Regions from separate parts of the Ovis aries genome. Here region 2 is linked to region 1. Evidence: chromatin contacts called from public Hi-C data. All regions are on one chromosome and are shown on one strand. Each heading gives the region's core, a stretch centred on a gene start, on an enhancer-like site or on the middle of the called end of the contact. The rest is flanking DNA. Distances are from core to core; before and after follow the strand shown.

Evidence for each region. Hi-C and Micro-C count contacts between places; a contact is called where the count stands out from the background.
Region 2: a Hi-C map of hypothalamus shows a contact between it and region 1, with 4 times the contacts expected there. The contact joins the promoter of SSBP3 here to the enhancer-like site in region 1. A contact is called at or near these places in 7 of 16 Hi-C or Micro-C datasets (hypothalamus, liver, mixed tissues and 3 more).

The regions. Positions count from the first base shown.
Region 1 is chr1:28,817,793-28,824,607 of ARS-UI_Ramb_v3.0, forward strand. The region is part of intron 4 of SSBP3 (single stranded DNA binding protein 3); the gene reads right to left. Among named protein-coding and RNA genes, the nearest start is that of SSBP3, 89 kb to the right of the region's middle. Within about 2 kb of position 3,754, at least 23 of the 54 cell types and tissues checked have an H3K27ac peak or open chromatin away from gene starts, as enhancers often do. A contact at or near this core is called in hypothalamus, where this site is marked.
Region 2 is chr1:28,907,419-28,914,233 of ARS-UI_Ramb_v3.0, forward strand. It overlaps SSBP3 (single stranded DNA binding protein 3), which reads right to left and starts at 2,376. Exons shown (of 16, transcript XM_042248427.1): 1 at 1,879-2,376; 2 at 807-879; 3 at 523-584. The coding sequence starts at 1,934.

The DNA.
Region 1 (6,815 bases), core at 2,504-5,003:
GCTGTTTCCTCTCTTTCATCTATTTATATCTCATCTTCCACCAAGATACCCTTCCATCTTTCTCATGTGTGCAAACTCCCTAACCTCAGGGTCCCATGGAAATGCCATGTTCCTCAGGAGCCCTTCCCAGACTCCCCCTACTATCCAGGTCGGCAGCTCCTGGGTTCCTTTCTTATTCCTTCTACTGGATGGGAAGCCCTCCCAGGGCTGGACTAAGTCTTGCCTGCATGGAACCCCAAGAGCCTCCCCAAGGAGGCAGAGCTCAGGGAGAGAATGGGAGGAACATGATAAAGCACACCTGGGCATGTGATAAGCTCTAGCCTGGTGCCGGCCATGTGCCACCACTGGAGGACCCGGGGAGAGCTACAGGTCCAAACAGGCATAGAGTTTCAGGCCAAGACACCCAGCTCATTATCGGCAAACATCAGGTTATTTGAAACCAGACTGTGTAACAGAGGGAAAGTGCCATGGCCACAGTGAGGCCTCACTGACCAGGTTCACCCCGAGCCTGGGTGATCCCTGAGATGAATGGGAAAGACAGGGGCAGGGCAGAGTGAGGCCAGCCCCCTGACACTGCGTAAGAACAGTTGCTGGGAGTTTCGTTACATAGATGATAACCATGGTGCCCTGTTACTGGGTGCTTCCACGTGCCGAGCACTTCTCACACCAACCCCAAGATGTAAATACTTTAGAAGATCCATTCCACAGTGCGGTAAACTGAGGCTTAGCTTACCGAGGGTCACATAGCGGTTGCTGGCAGAGCTGGTATTTAGCTGACACCCACAGGCTCTTCCACTGCGGCCCACCACCATTACTGACCTTGACACTCAACCTGAGGCCTCTAATGGTGAAACAATGAAGACTCAGGATTCCAGCCGCTCCCTGTCCCCACAGCCCCCAGGAGGAGAGAAATTCAGGCTTCAAGAGGCCACACTGGCCCCGCTAACTCGGGGCACCCTACACCCCCATCACATCCTTCTCCTCCTGCTTTTTTGGCCTAGAACCTGAGGGCACACTGCCTCCTTTGAGGATAATTGCTTCCCCACCCTCCTGGCTGTCCAGCAAATACCCACTCTCCACTCCTAAGTCATCACCTCTTCGACCAGCTTTTATACTCACCCTGCATCTCCTCAGCCCTACAGAACCAACCAGTCTTCCCCATCCTCCACGCCCAATGCAGCCTGGCTGGGACCCTGCCTGGGTCCAGCCCCACTGTACTGTGTTCAGTGCGGTTTGTCTCCTTGGTGGGCTCCTTGAGGACAGAGACCCTGCCTTCATTTATCTCTGAATTGCTGGTGTGTACAGAATAAGCTAAGCAATATTTTAAAGCACATCTCCTCCCTCCCCAGAGCTGCTCATCAGCAGTTAAAACAACGGAAGAGCAGGACAGGCCACTGATCAGAAGGGCAGGAATTCACTGGTAGGTCTGCTCTGAAAATTAATAATGCCAAAGAAAGGGAATTTCCTGGCAGGCCAGTGGTTTGGACTCCATGCTTTCATTCATGGGGCCCAGGCTCAATCCCTGGTGGGGGAACTAAGACCCCATAAGCTGTGTGGCACAGCTGAAAAATGGCCATTCCCCCTAAGGAAAAGGCAATCTCTGCCAGTGGTTGTATTGAAAAATCCCACTGGTTTGGAATGATTAGGGATAAGAGATAAAAAGCTGGTCTGATTACCACTGTAACAAAGTTATACCACCCTCTGATGGGCTGGACGAGGCACACACAGGGCATCTAAGCCCATGAAGCATGCCAACTTCCAGCAGCGTAGGACCATCAAATAGACTTCCTCATCTTATTGACACTCTACTTTGCTGAGCAAACCTGCCTCCCAAGCTTGGCCTGAACAAGTGAGGCATGAGTTCTATATAGAGGGAGGTTATAAAATTTCTACCAGACCCCATCAAACTGAGCTGCCTCCACACAAGACACATTTTTTTGCAAGTAACCTAATGAGAGCAGATGCTGCTGCTGAGACAGGCCAGAGGGACTCAACACTGGCCTGCACAGACTTTAGCCACGATGTGGTAACCAGATAACCAGGGAAGCACCAGCACCCTTTTTCTACAGATAGAGAAAGGAAATGAAGCTGGTTCTCAAAACAGTCAGCCTTGAGCTTCATTGATACCTTGGGAAATGTCCCTACTAGGATGCGAGGCCCATCGCACTCTGAGAAATTATCTGTCCCTTCCACATGTACACAATGCGCTGAGAAAACGCCAGGCAGAGGGAAAGTTGCCTTTTCTGCTGCTCACTGTTTCTGACACCACACGGTCACTCAAAGACCCTGGAGTGGTCCCGAAAATCCCCAGATCCCCAAATGCCCTGTGCTCAGACATAACCCAAAGCTTTAGCCGCTGCCAAGAAAAAGAAAAAGAAAGAAAACCCCAGGAACACACCAAATCCATGTCCAACTCCTTTGCCCCTTGGAACAAAACCCATTGCAGGCGCACACAAAGCAGGGTAGGCTGGACAAAGGAGAGGCCAGGTCACACTCGACGAGGCGCTTTCTTGTCGTTTCCAAAACAGAACTGTCCTCTATTAAAACGCTCTTGTTGCTCGGATGTTGGTGCAGGAGGGAGGGGGCACAAATCTCAAAACAAAAGGCGAGCTGAGGCGGGAGGGGAGGCCCTGAGCGAGCTAGCGAGGGCGGCTTCTTCTCCCCGCACACTTCCAAGCTTTTGAATGCCCGCAGACCTCGGCCTGGAGCTGGCAGCTGTCTGTTATTATCCCGGCAACTCCAAGGGCCCCAGCACGAGGGAGTGCGTCCCGAGCAGGTGAACGCCATCTGCCTGGCTCTGACGAGATGCCCAGCTCTGTGCCTGCTGCTGCCAGCAGGCCACGGGGACTTCGGGGAGGTACGGCCAGCCTTCTACCCTCTCTCCGCCCATTCTTCAATGCTCAGCCCGGCTTTCTTCACGCTCCCCGGGGGGCTGCAGGCTCAGTCACTACCTGGCATTTATCACAGAGGGGGAGCTCTTTTAAAAAACACTTGGTCACCTTTCACAGAAAATTCAAAAGGCATTGAGAGTATGGAGGTTTTTTTCTGGTGGAGGGGGGTTAGTTTGCATAGAGTTGGGTATCCACAGGAAAACAGGGCCCATTGACACACCTTCCAGAGGTTCATTTGAAGAGGGGGCTTTAATTAATCTACAAAGAGAAAAAAAGTTTTCTACCTGCCTTTTAAAAAGCACTCCTTGCATTAGCTAACACAGTCCCAGTACACTCCAGCCCATTTCCTCCCACCCCGCTCTGGCTGTTTTAATTGGGGTAAGTGGTTCCCTGATGCCATCTACAAAGTACTAGTCCAGACCTTGGGGAGAACAAGAGCTAAGTGGAAAAGCGGGCCTGGAGCGGGCAGCATCCCTGATGGGAGTCGGAAGGAAGGCCGGGTATCGGGTCCAGCCTGTTCCTCTCCTGGGAAGAGGAGCATTCCTCCCCTTAACGGTGTTTTCACTGGCTAGTCCGTCAGACAACTGAAACGCCTGTAACGTGTGACAGGCAGGGCAAGGTGAGCCTGTCTGCCTGTGAGTCTGGGTCTCTGCACTGAGTGCTGATGGCAGCTAGAAGGAGCCAGGTCCCCACCCTCATCTCTCCAGGGCCTCGAGCAGCTTCACAGGTCTCCCAAGTCACATGTGCTAGGGTCTATTTCCCCCAACAACGACTAGTGACTAGTGACAACACCAAGGCCGAGACTCTGCCGGGAAAGCAAGGAGGGGACAGGCACAGGGAGAGAACGGGCCACCCCAGAAGGGGGCAGCAGAGGGACAGCCTGGCCCTGGGCAGCCCGGGCTCAAGGCAGAAACCCACCAACAGCTCTGAGTGAGAACCAAGGTCCTCTTAGGCTGGAAATATTCACGCGAAGGGGTGGGAAGGGCTGAGCTGGGAACGCGCTCTGCTTATGAACAATAGCCAGAAAGCAGCAAGGTGGTGTGGAGAACCTGGAGGGCAAAGCTGGGTCCAACCCCTACTGGATTCCCAGGCCCTGGGGGGCGTAGGGGCCAAGTGAAGGAAGATAAGCACCCTGCCTAATCTGTGGGGCTGTTGTGGGGCTCATGAAGGACAGGAGAGGCCGAGGGCTTGGAAAACTCTAAGGACCGTACCAACACGAGCCCCAAATTGAGGCTACTCTGAAGAACTTTCATCAGGAACACACGAGCCAGACACATAGCCACAAGACTAAGACGTGACCGCCGTGTCATACCCACCATCACCACAATTGCTCAGGGAGGGAGCTACAAATCAGTGGGCTGTGGAAAGCAGCCCAACTACCTTGAACCCTTCTAGGCCACCTCCACCCCTACTCCCGTGTCTGGTGCACACACAGGTCTGCAGCTAGAGAACGGGCCAAGTTACTGTCACTATGAGAAAGCAACAGGGGCACAAACACAGCCCTGGTGTCATGCTCCCACAGCCCAGGTTCTGCAGCCTCACACCTACAGCAGCCAGACCTCCCCCCGCCGCTGGTGGAGGCTCTGGACACATCTGTCTTAGCCTAAACCAACTGCTTCTCTCCAGCTCTCACTGGCCAATCGGCCTTCCTCATTCTTGTGCAACAAAGCGGCAGCCCACAGGAAAAAGGGCTTCGGCACACACCGCCAGCTCTGAACTTTGCAGTATTTCAAAGGAAAGGGAGAGTGTTTGGGGCAAGTGGTCAGAGGGGGCTTCCTTTTCCAAGGAGGGTGAAGCTTGCGGTGCGCCTGGAAGAACAGGCAGGATTTCACAGAGCACCTGAGAACCCTTTCCATTCACCCCTTCACAGACCCCACCCCAAGCAAACCAAGAGACGACCGTCCCTGTGCCCCTAGGCTGTCCCATCATGACATCACAGATCCTGAGCCCAGCGTTCAGACCAGACCAACCCCCATGCCCGGGGTGCCAGGGCTCATGACTGGCTGGTCCCACTTGGGGACAGTGTACAGCTGAAGCCTCTGGGTGTCCCTTCTGTTGGGAGGAGAGGGGTTGACAGCCCAGCTTCCTGGAAACATCTCCTCCACTCTGAATCCACTTTGGAAAGGCAGGCCCAGAGCGGGCGGAGGCCAGGGAGGGGCTGGGATGGGAACATCCTGTCTACAACAGAACAGAGTAGGGACTGAGGGCTGCCCACGTGTGCTTCAGGCTTTTTTTCCCCTTCATTGAGCAGGAAGTGTTCATTCGACCGACAAACAAGCATCTGGGGGTCGTGGTAGGGTGAGGGCAGTGAAGCCAACCTCTGATTTGTGGAAGTGAACAATCCAAGACAATGGGTGTGTGACAGCAGAGAAATCGGCTCCAGATGCAGGCCAGAGCCAGCTGCCCAGGGGCCAATCGGGTAATCAATCCTGTTGATATGTTTATTCTCAAAAAGAGGACCTGGGGGTGGGGGCTGCGGTCATTGCCGGTCAGACAATGGAAGGCAGCTGGGAGCAGGGTCCTATGACCCTCCCTCCTGCCTGCATGGTCTGTAGGTTGCACAGTTCTCTCCTGACTCAAGGCTTCCCTGCTCCCCAGCCAGGAAGAGGTTGGGGGTGGGGGAGATGACCACACCAAAGCCTGCTGTGTGCTGGTTTCTGACGGCCAAAGTCAAGTCCCCTGGGGTCCTGTGCAAAAGAGCGAAGGTTCAGATTGCCCCCTTCCCCCATGGCTGCAGGCTGCCCACTGCCTCTGTGCAGAGGTCTTAAGCGGATGCTCCTTAGGGTCAAGATAACTAAGTTTCCCTGAAACTCAGGGCAGCAGGCAAGCATGAACTCTGGGATTTTCACTTTCTAGGCTTGGAAGGTACCAGAGGGGCCAAGATGGAATATGTGGGGTGGGAGAGGCCTTGCCAGCCAGTTAATAAGGAGCAGAGTTAGGGCCAGCACCCAAATTTCCCCTATTTGAGGGCTCTTCCCAGGAGTTCTCAAAGAGAAGGAAAAGAGCACCCAGCCCAACATGTAACCCTAGACCCAGTCTCCAAGGGGCAACAGGATCACTTGGTTCTCTGGTGAGGGTGGGGTGGGTGACCACATCATGACAAACCACACCAACACAACGTGTGTGACACACCCAAAAAAGCTTTCCTGAGGACATACCATGTAGCACAAACTCCGTGGAGAAGCAGTGAATAAAAAGGACGTTCCACTTTGCAGACCCACAAGGAAAAGGGTGTAAGAACCCTTCTATATATGTCGCAGTGTGACCAAGAGCTGAGGTCCTCAAAAAACTAAAAGATTTGTTAAGTAGATTGTTAAATCGGTGGGACTTGGGGCCTGAAACCTCTAATCCTGCTCCCCTAGACAAATATTCTATAGCCTTACATTTTTCTTTAGATCCTTCGTAAAAAGGACCTTCAAAGGCTCTAGAGAGAAAGTCTCTGGAGTAGTAGAGACGACTCTGGAGTAGTAGCGCCTCATTAGGTAGTGAGCACCCCGTCACTGGCTGTATCCCAGTAGGGACTGGGGTGCTGGCTTCCAACATGCCTTCCCAGCATGGGAATTCCATGCAGTCGCAAGCCGGCTGAGAACAAACACTGGACAAGGCAGGGATACTTGTTGATCTGAGCAACCTTCCTGCTTGGTAAGGGAAGCCCCCGTCGCACAGGGAAGGGAGAAGGGAGTAGGGAGTCGAAACTCCGAAGAACAAAAGGACGGCAGAGCTTGTCACTCCGGCCCTGATCATCCATGGCACCGTCTCCAGCCATCTGTCACATCCTATAGAAACTCCCTGTGTGATTCTGTCTGCCTGGAGAGACTGCTGGCTCTCATCCATCTCCCCATCCCCACTGAGCCTGGTGCCCATGAGGCCCCATACATACTGTTGAACAGAAAGACGAACCAGGGCACTCCCAGAGCCTTCTTG
Region 2 (6,815 bases), core at 1,126-3,625, 88 kb after region 1:
CTTTAAAGGAAGTGGCAGCCTCCTCTTGCTCTTTCTCAGGGTGCCTGGAAAAGGTACCCATGGATCTTTCTCTCAAAGTTTCGCTTATAGAGGAAAAAGGAAGGGACAGGCCAGTTGTAAAACAGACCTGGTATCCCAGCCACCGGTCCTGCCCCACCCCCACTCCCTCTAATTAAAGCAGCATGCAGAATTGACAAAAATCCTTTCAGGTTTTTTCCAAGTCCGTGCTTACTGCTTCAGAGTGAGATGTAAAAGTAAGGCATTTCTATTGCAACACTAGGCATGATTAGTAGGTTCTCACCAGTGGGAAAAGAGGAGGCAGAAACTTTATGCATCGACCTCTGCTGCCCTTTCCCTTTTCTGCCAGTCCTGGTCTGAGGGCCCAGAGGCACCCTGCTCTCTACAATGCTGAGGACTAAAGCACAGGGAGCCTGCTCCAGACCCCCTGTCTTTGTTCACTTGGACCCCGGGGGGCTCAGAACAAAACACACACACACACACACAAAACTATCACAAACTTACCACCACCACGAGTGCAAAAACCCAGGCGGTTCTCCCAACGTGATGTTTTTTTCCCATCGAATCTAGAATGGAGAGAACAGAGACAGCTCAGGGCAGCAGAAGGAAGGGGTGGGCTGGGGGCTTCCCGGAGCCAAAAGGCTGTGAAGACCAACTAACAATAAATGCCAAAAGGTGATAAAAATTCAAAATGGTGGCCACAGTGGCTGTTCCAGAAAACAAAGGCTTTAAGAACGATGGGGAGGAGGGGGTGTCAAGAACTGGATGACTGGGGGAGTTCCACTCACCTCTGACAAGAAGGTCTGTGCAGACTTCTGTGCTCCTACGTGCAGTAAATATTCGTAGACATATAAAGCTAACCTGGAGAGTGGGCAGGGGGGCACAGAGAGAGAGGGAAGGCGTCAGATCACACTGGTGCTCGCTCCTGGACCATACCAGCCGGCTTCCAACCCTGTCCGTGCTGTCCCATTGTGGCCCCGACCAGAGGTGAGCAGCTAGCTTGGTCCTGCCTGGGGCCAAGGGTGCGAGCAGTTAGGGGGTGGGTACCAGGAGACGCGTTTACTTCAAGCCGCGGGGGCTGAAGAGCAGCCCCCGAACTTGAACTTCCAAGTAGCGTCGGGACCAAACCCACCTAGGTCTCTCAAACTCGCAAACCGCCCGACCCCAGAGCCTCGCTTCTTTTCCCGACCTACTCCTTGCCACCAACCCACCCTCTCCCCAGTTTTGAGGGTCCGGGGAGACTCAGTCCTGGACTCCGGGGTGCTCCGCGCTCTGGAGAGGGCAGCAAAGCGCCGCCCTCACCACCTCCCCCCAAAACAACTGTCCCCCAAGCTAGGGCCAAGCCGGCGCCGCTGTCCCTGCCCAGCCCGGCGCCCCGGAGGGCGCGGGGCCGGCGGTGGGGCCGAGGGCAGGGAAGGCAGAGCGCTCCTGGCCGAACAAAGCCCCCGCCACGCACTCCTCAAGCCGCGGGCGGACAAAAGGAGCCTTCGGGGCTGCAAGAAGCCACGCGCCCCCTGCTCGCGCCCGGTGGGCAAAGTGCGGTCACCGCCGCGAGCTCCCCGGCCGGGGCGGATGCCCCGGCTGGCTCGCAGGACCTCGCCCACCCCTCTCCGCGGGCCCCCGCGCCCGGCACGCCCCGGGGCCACCAAATGCCCCCTCCCCGGCGGCGCCCCCCGACGCCCCAACCTCAGCCGGCTCCCAACAATGGGCTCTCCCACGCCGCCCGCCGCGGCCTCGGGAAGGGGCCAGGCTGGCGGCGCCGGGGCCCGGAGCGCAGCAGCCCCCGCCCGCCCACCTGCCTCCCACCACCCGCCCGCAGCCCGGCGGCGGCGCGGCCGCCACTTGGAAAATAGGGCTTACTTTTCCCGAGCCTGCCCGTCCGAGGGCACCGCCGAGCCTTTGCCTTTGGCAAACATGGTTTGCAGAGAAGAGGACGCCGAGCCTCCTCGCCGCCGCCGCCGCCGCTACCGCTCCGGCTGCTCCCGAGCTGCCCCCTCGCTCCCGGCCCCCTCCCCGGCGCTCGCTCGCACACTCGCTCGCGCTCTCCTCGCCGCGCTCCCCTCCCTCCCCCCCAGGCGCTGGCTCCGCGCTCTTTCCAGCTGTCAAAGCGTCAGCCCCGGCCGCGGCCCCATCGCCCTGGAACTCCTCCTGCGCCGGCTCGGCCTGGAGTGCCGGTGCCGCCGCCGCCGCCGCTCGCCCGCCGGCCCGGCTGCCCGCTGGCTCGCTCGCGCGCCCGCCCGCCCGGCTCCGCCTGCGCCGCCCTCTGCGCCTCCTGCACCGCTGCCGCCGCCGCCGCCGCTGGTCTACTTGGAGCTCAACCGAACGTGGCTACCCCGGCGAGGGATCGAGGCGGGCGTCAACGTCCCGCGATTGATTGGTGCCTCGGCCAATCTGCGCGCGGGGGCGGGCCCAGGGCGGCCCGGGAGGGACGCCCTGTCAGCGCCCAGCCGCGGCAGTCCCCGCTGAGGCCGCCACCGAGGAGCCGCTGTCCCTGCTTCTGCGGGCGAACTGGGGGTGTCCGCGGGCGCGAGCCTCTGTTTTCTCTAGATGTAGGGAGAGGACGCGAATCGAGAAGGGGGAGCTCTAGTCTCCTGGCACCCGCGAAGAGGGGGTCCGACCCGCGGTCTCCGCGGCGTGGACCGCTGGGGAGCGGGTGGGGGGCGGGGGGCTCTGCGGCATAGTCGGAGGGGAGGGGGCGCGGACCCCTGAGCCGAGCACCGCCGGCTCCCTCCCGCCACGTCCCTCTCCCTTATCTGCCCCTCACCTCCCCCCGCCTCAGCCCGCGCCAGCCCAGCCCTGATCTCCCCCTCCCCCTCGCCTGCCCTTCCCGTGGGCTCCGACCCCAACCCCCTCCCCAGACTTCCACTCGCCCCCACCCTTGGCCGCCCCGCCCGTGGTCCTCCCTCTCGCCTAGTCTGGCTTCGGAGCGCAGGGCCCGGGGTTCCACGCTGGGAGCTGGGCGGCTCGAGCCGGCGCCGAGGCGCGCGGCTGCTCCTTTACTAGATCATTAAAATACTTTGGAAAACCCCAAAGTGGAGTCGCGCGAAAATGGCCCTTGGCCTGCTTTGGGGAACCTGGGGGAAGGGACTGAAGACTTGAGCTAAGAGAAGGGAGAGTGATTGCTCCCAAATTTCCAAGGTCTGCCCGCCCTAGCAAGTTAGCCCCTCGGCTTCTCCGGGAGAGATGGTGCCATTCCAGGGTAGAGGGGGCTGTCACCTGGGCGCCCCGCTGCGCGGAATACGCGTCACAGAAATCTGCAAACTTCAAATAAATGGAGCTAAATTGGGGAGTGGGGTACGAGAGCCAGCCGTGGGGGGAGGGGAAGCTTCCATTGTCAGTGACCCAGGTGTACAATGGGAAATTGAAGGGGGCTGGCAGAGTGACCCAGCTATTTGCTCCTGACTCCTTTTTGCCCACGCCGAGAACCCGAGGACACACTGAGTGTCCCTCATTAGACACTCTTATGACGAGAAACCAACCAAACAGGGCAAGACTCCCCCATTTTCAGACTGTTTTTAGAGCGCGGTTCTCTTTAAATGTGATAAAACACTGTCTCTTTAAAAGAGTCAAGCAGAAAAAGCTGTGTAAGCGCTGATTGGCTGCCTGTTTGGATACATCTTTAGGGGAGCCTTGAAACTGTTAGCCTAGGTTGATTTTTTTTTTTTTAACTGCGCTGTTCCAATAAACAAGTAACGCCCCTCCCCCTAACATGCCTCGCACCAAACAATTAAAGGATAGGTCAGTGTCCTGGGGAAAACATGTTTCAAGTAGGAAAACTCAGAACTAGATTCAACAAAATAAGGGATAATTCACTACCATTAAAGTTTGCTTATTTTGATTTGTCGATGAGAGAAGAAGGGGCTTTAAAAAGAAATGCCCCTGCAGCAAATAGACGGCATTGGTTCAGGAAGGAGACTCTGGGTGCATTTTTGGAATAATGTTCTACTCAGTGTAACAGCTTCCCTAAATTAGAATACAGCCAGGCCCTACCAATGACTCTGGACGCACTCTGTTCTCTGCTGGGACCTAGAGCTTGCAGGGAAAGGAGGTAGAAAAAAGAAAACACTCCTAGTCTCTGGTTGTCTGTGTGCTAGCTCCTAGTTTAAAGGTTGTTTTGTGAATGAGGGAAGCATGGAGGTTGGGAGGGACTTGAAATACAACGATAGGGGAGAGAAGGAAATAATTACAGTTATTTTTCCCCCAGGCGGTTTAATTTAATAGGGCTAACTTAAGGTACCTTAGAGCCCACACTAATTAAATTGTCCTGCTCATACCCTTCCCCTGAACTTCTATTTTTGATGGGCTAGGAATGGCCAGGAATGGCTTGTCAACAGACTGACTCACAAGAAGCCTGACTCATCTTGGGTCTGCAAGGCCCACAAATTATGAGTATCATGAGTGTGGGTTAGGTCCTGGCTCAAGGAAAATACTGCCCTTCTCTGGCCCTGTCTCTATCAAGTTGGCCATGCTTTGTCAGAGTCAGGGTTGCAACACAGGTATATCTGTGCATCATTTTCCTCATCTGTCAAATGGGAAAGGGGGATCTTTATCTCTTTAGAGTCTGATGTTTTGTGACACTAAGATTTCCTTTCTATAGTTTTCTTTCCTCACACCCCACCCTGAAAAAAAGGACGAGTACCTCCTTCCAGAACAGGTGTGGCATGCGTTTGAGGAACCTGTGCCAGGCTCTCTGTCCCTGTGGTCTGCCCTTCCCTGGAACTTGACAGAGAATGTTGGTAGGTTGGTGGTGAAGCTAAAAGAGATAGTAGGAGGGCCCAGGCAGATGGAGAAAGGCAGGTGCCATAGCCTCCCAACCTGCTGGAGAGAGGGGAACTGATGGGTTCGCACGAAGCAGGAACCCTCAGCAACCCCAGCACAATGACCCAGAATGCAGTCAGATCAGAAGCAAACACCCTACCCAGGAAGGGCACTGTCTCTGTGGAGCAGCTGAGGGACTAACATGACAGGTGGGCAGAACTTGGAAATTTGGGAGCAATGGCTCTCTTCACTTGGGTCCTCCATCCATTCCCCCAGGCTACTTTTCTCTGTTGGATCTCCTAATATCTCCCAATGGACCTTTCCCCCGCACCATCTTCCACCACCTCCTCTGGCCTGGTCTCTCTGCCTGGAGTGTCTCCCACCCCACCCCTCTTCTTTGATCATTCTTTAAGGCTTACATCCCCTCCAGTGCCTCCTCCATGAAAACTTCCCTGTTTTTCACTCCCAAATCCCTTTAACCCTCTGCTTGGTCTAGTTTTTTGCTTAACCTCCAGTAGCTCTCTGTTCATTCTGCCCATTGTTGTAGCCTTTTGTTTACTGTCTCTCTCCCCAGCCAGAGGTAGTGGTGGGGGAGTGGGAAGGAACCAACTCTGAGTCATCTGTGTCTCCAGCACCCAGCCCAGGTGTAATACCTGTATGCAGTTAACACTCCATGCCCACACCAGGGGCTACAGGGAGCAAGAGAGGAAAAAGTGATCCCATTCCCCAAAGTCACTCCGGCATAGGTAAGGAAATAAGAAATGGACACCACCAACAGTAAGATTAGATAGGATCACACCTCCAGCTTTGCCTGACCACCTAAACTACAACAGCTTGGAAGTACTGTACTTTCAGTTCCCAGAATACACCAAGCTATTTTACACATCCTCCCTAGGCTTGTTCTTTCTTCCTCGCTCTCTATTCCTCCCTCCCCCCCTTCTTCCCTCTTTCTTTCCCTTCTATCTTTTCATTTAGGACATGTTGATTGAGCGTCTACTATGTACTGAGCACTGTTCTAGGAAGCGGGTAATAAACCAGGCAAAATTCCATGGAGCTTACACTGCTGTGAAATCCTCTGCCCCCAAGCGTCTTCCTGTTACAGACTCCTAATATTCTAAAATTCAGCCTGGGAAAGCCATCCCAGGATGCCCTCTAGGAGCTCCTGGTCTGAGCCAGAGGTCCCCTGGAAGCCCCTCTGCCTCTCCTTAACCATGACCTTTGGTTGGCCGCCCCTCTGCTTCTCTCTGACCATGACCACTGTGCATGAGTGTGGTCTATGTGCATTGGCCCCACAGGAATGTGAGCACCTCTCCTCACGGTCAGGGAATGATCTTCATTCCCCTGTGGACCTCCAGTACCCAGCCACGGTGCTGAAAAGAACGGGACACGTGAGTATCTGAGTGACCAAAATATGGAGGAACAAGCAGGTGGGGTGGAAGAGGGGAAGGGGAGGTGGATTCCCAGCTTAGGCTAGGATGGCCACTCCTTTACTCGGCTACCAGAAACTAGAGGGCAGAAATTCTGGGCTCGAGGATCAGGTTGGTGGGGGCCAGGCCTCCAGAAGTTGGCACTTAAAGGAAAGAAACTTCAGGCCCGTGGGCTCAACCCTGGTGGTTGTGCTTGCCAAAGATGCCAGAGGTTTGCAGCTCTATATCTGTGTTCCCCACAACTGCTGAGAGGCTGGGGGCTGCCCTGCTGTTCCTCCAACCCCCCCTACTCAGGGATGTTCAAACGGATGCTGGGCATGCAGCCCATCCCCCTCCTGCTCACTGGGTCCTAGAATTGCGAGGAGACACCTCTGGTCTATACCCTGGACTACTCTGCCCAGCGAGGCTCCTGCCCCGGCTGATCCACCCCAGGTTTTTAGCAGAAGTTTCCCCAAGGGCTTTGGGGGCCTCCATGGGAGCAGTGCAGCTCAGGGCTTTGCTGATAGACTTTGGGCAGGTGATTGTCCGCTCTCTGAGTCTGTGTGTGCAATGAGGTTGGTAAATGAGGGAACTGATGGGGAGTCACTGGCTGGGCTGTCAGTCAACACTGGC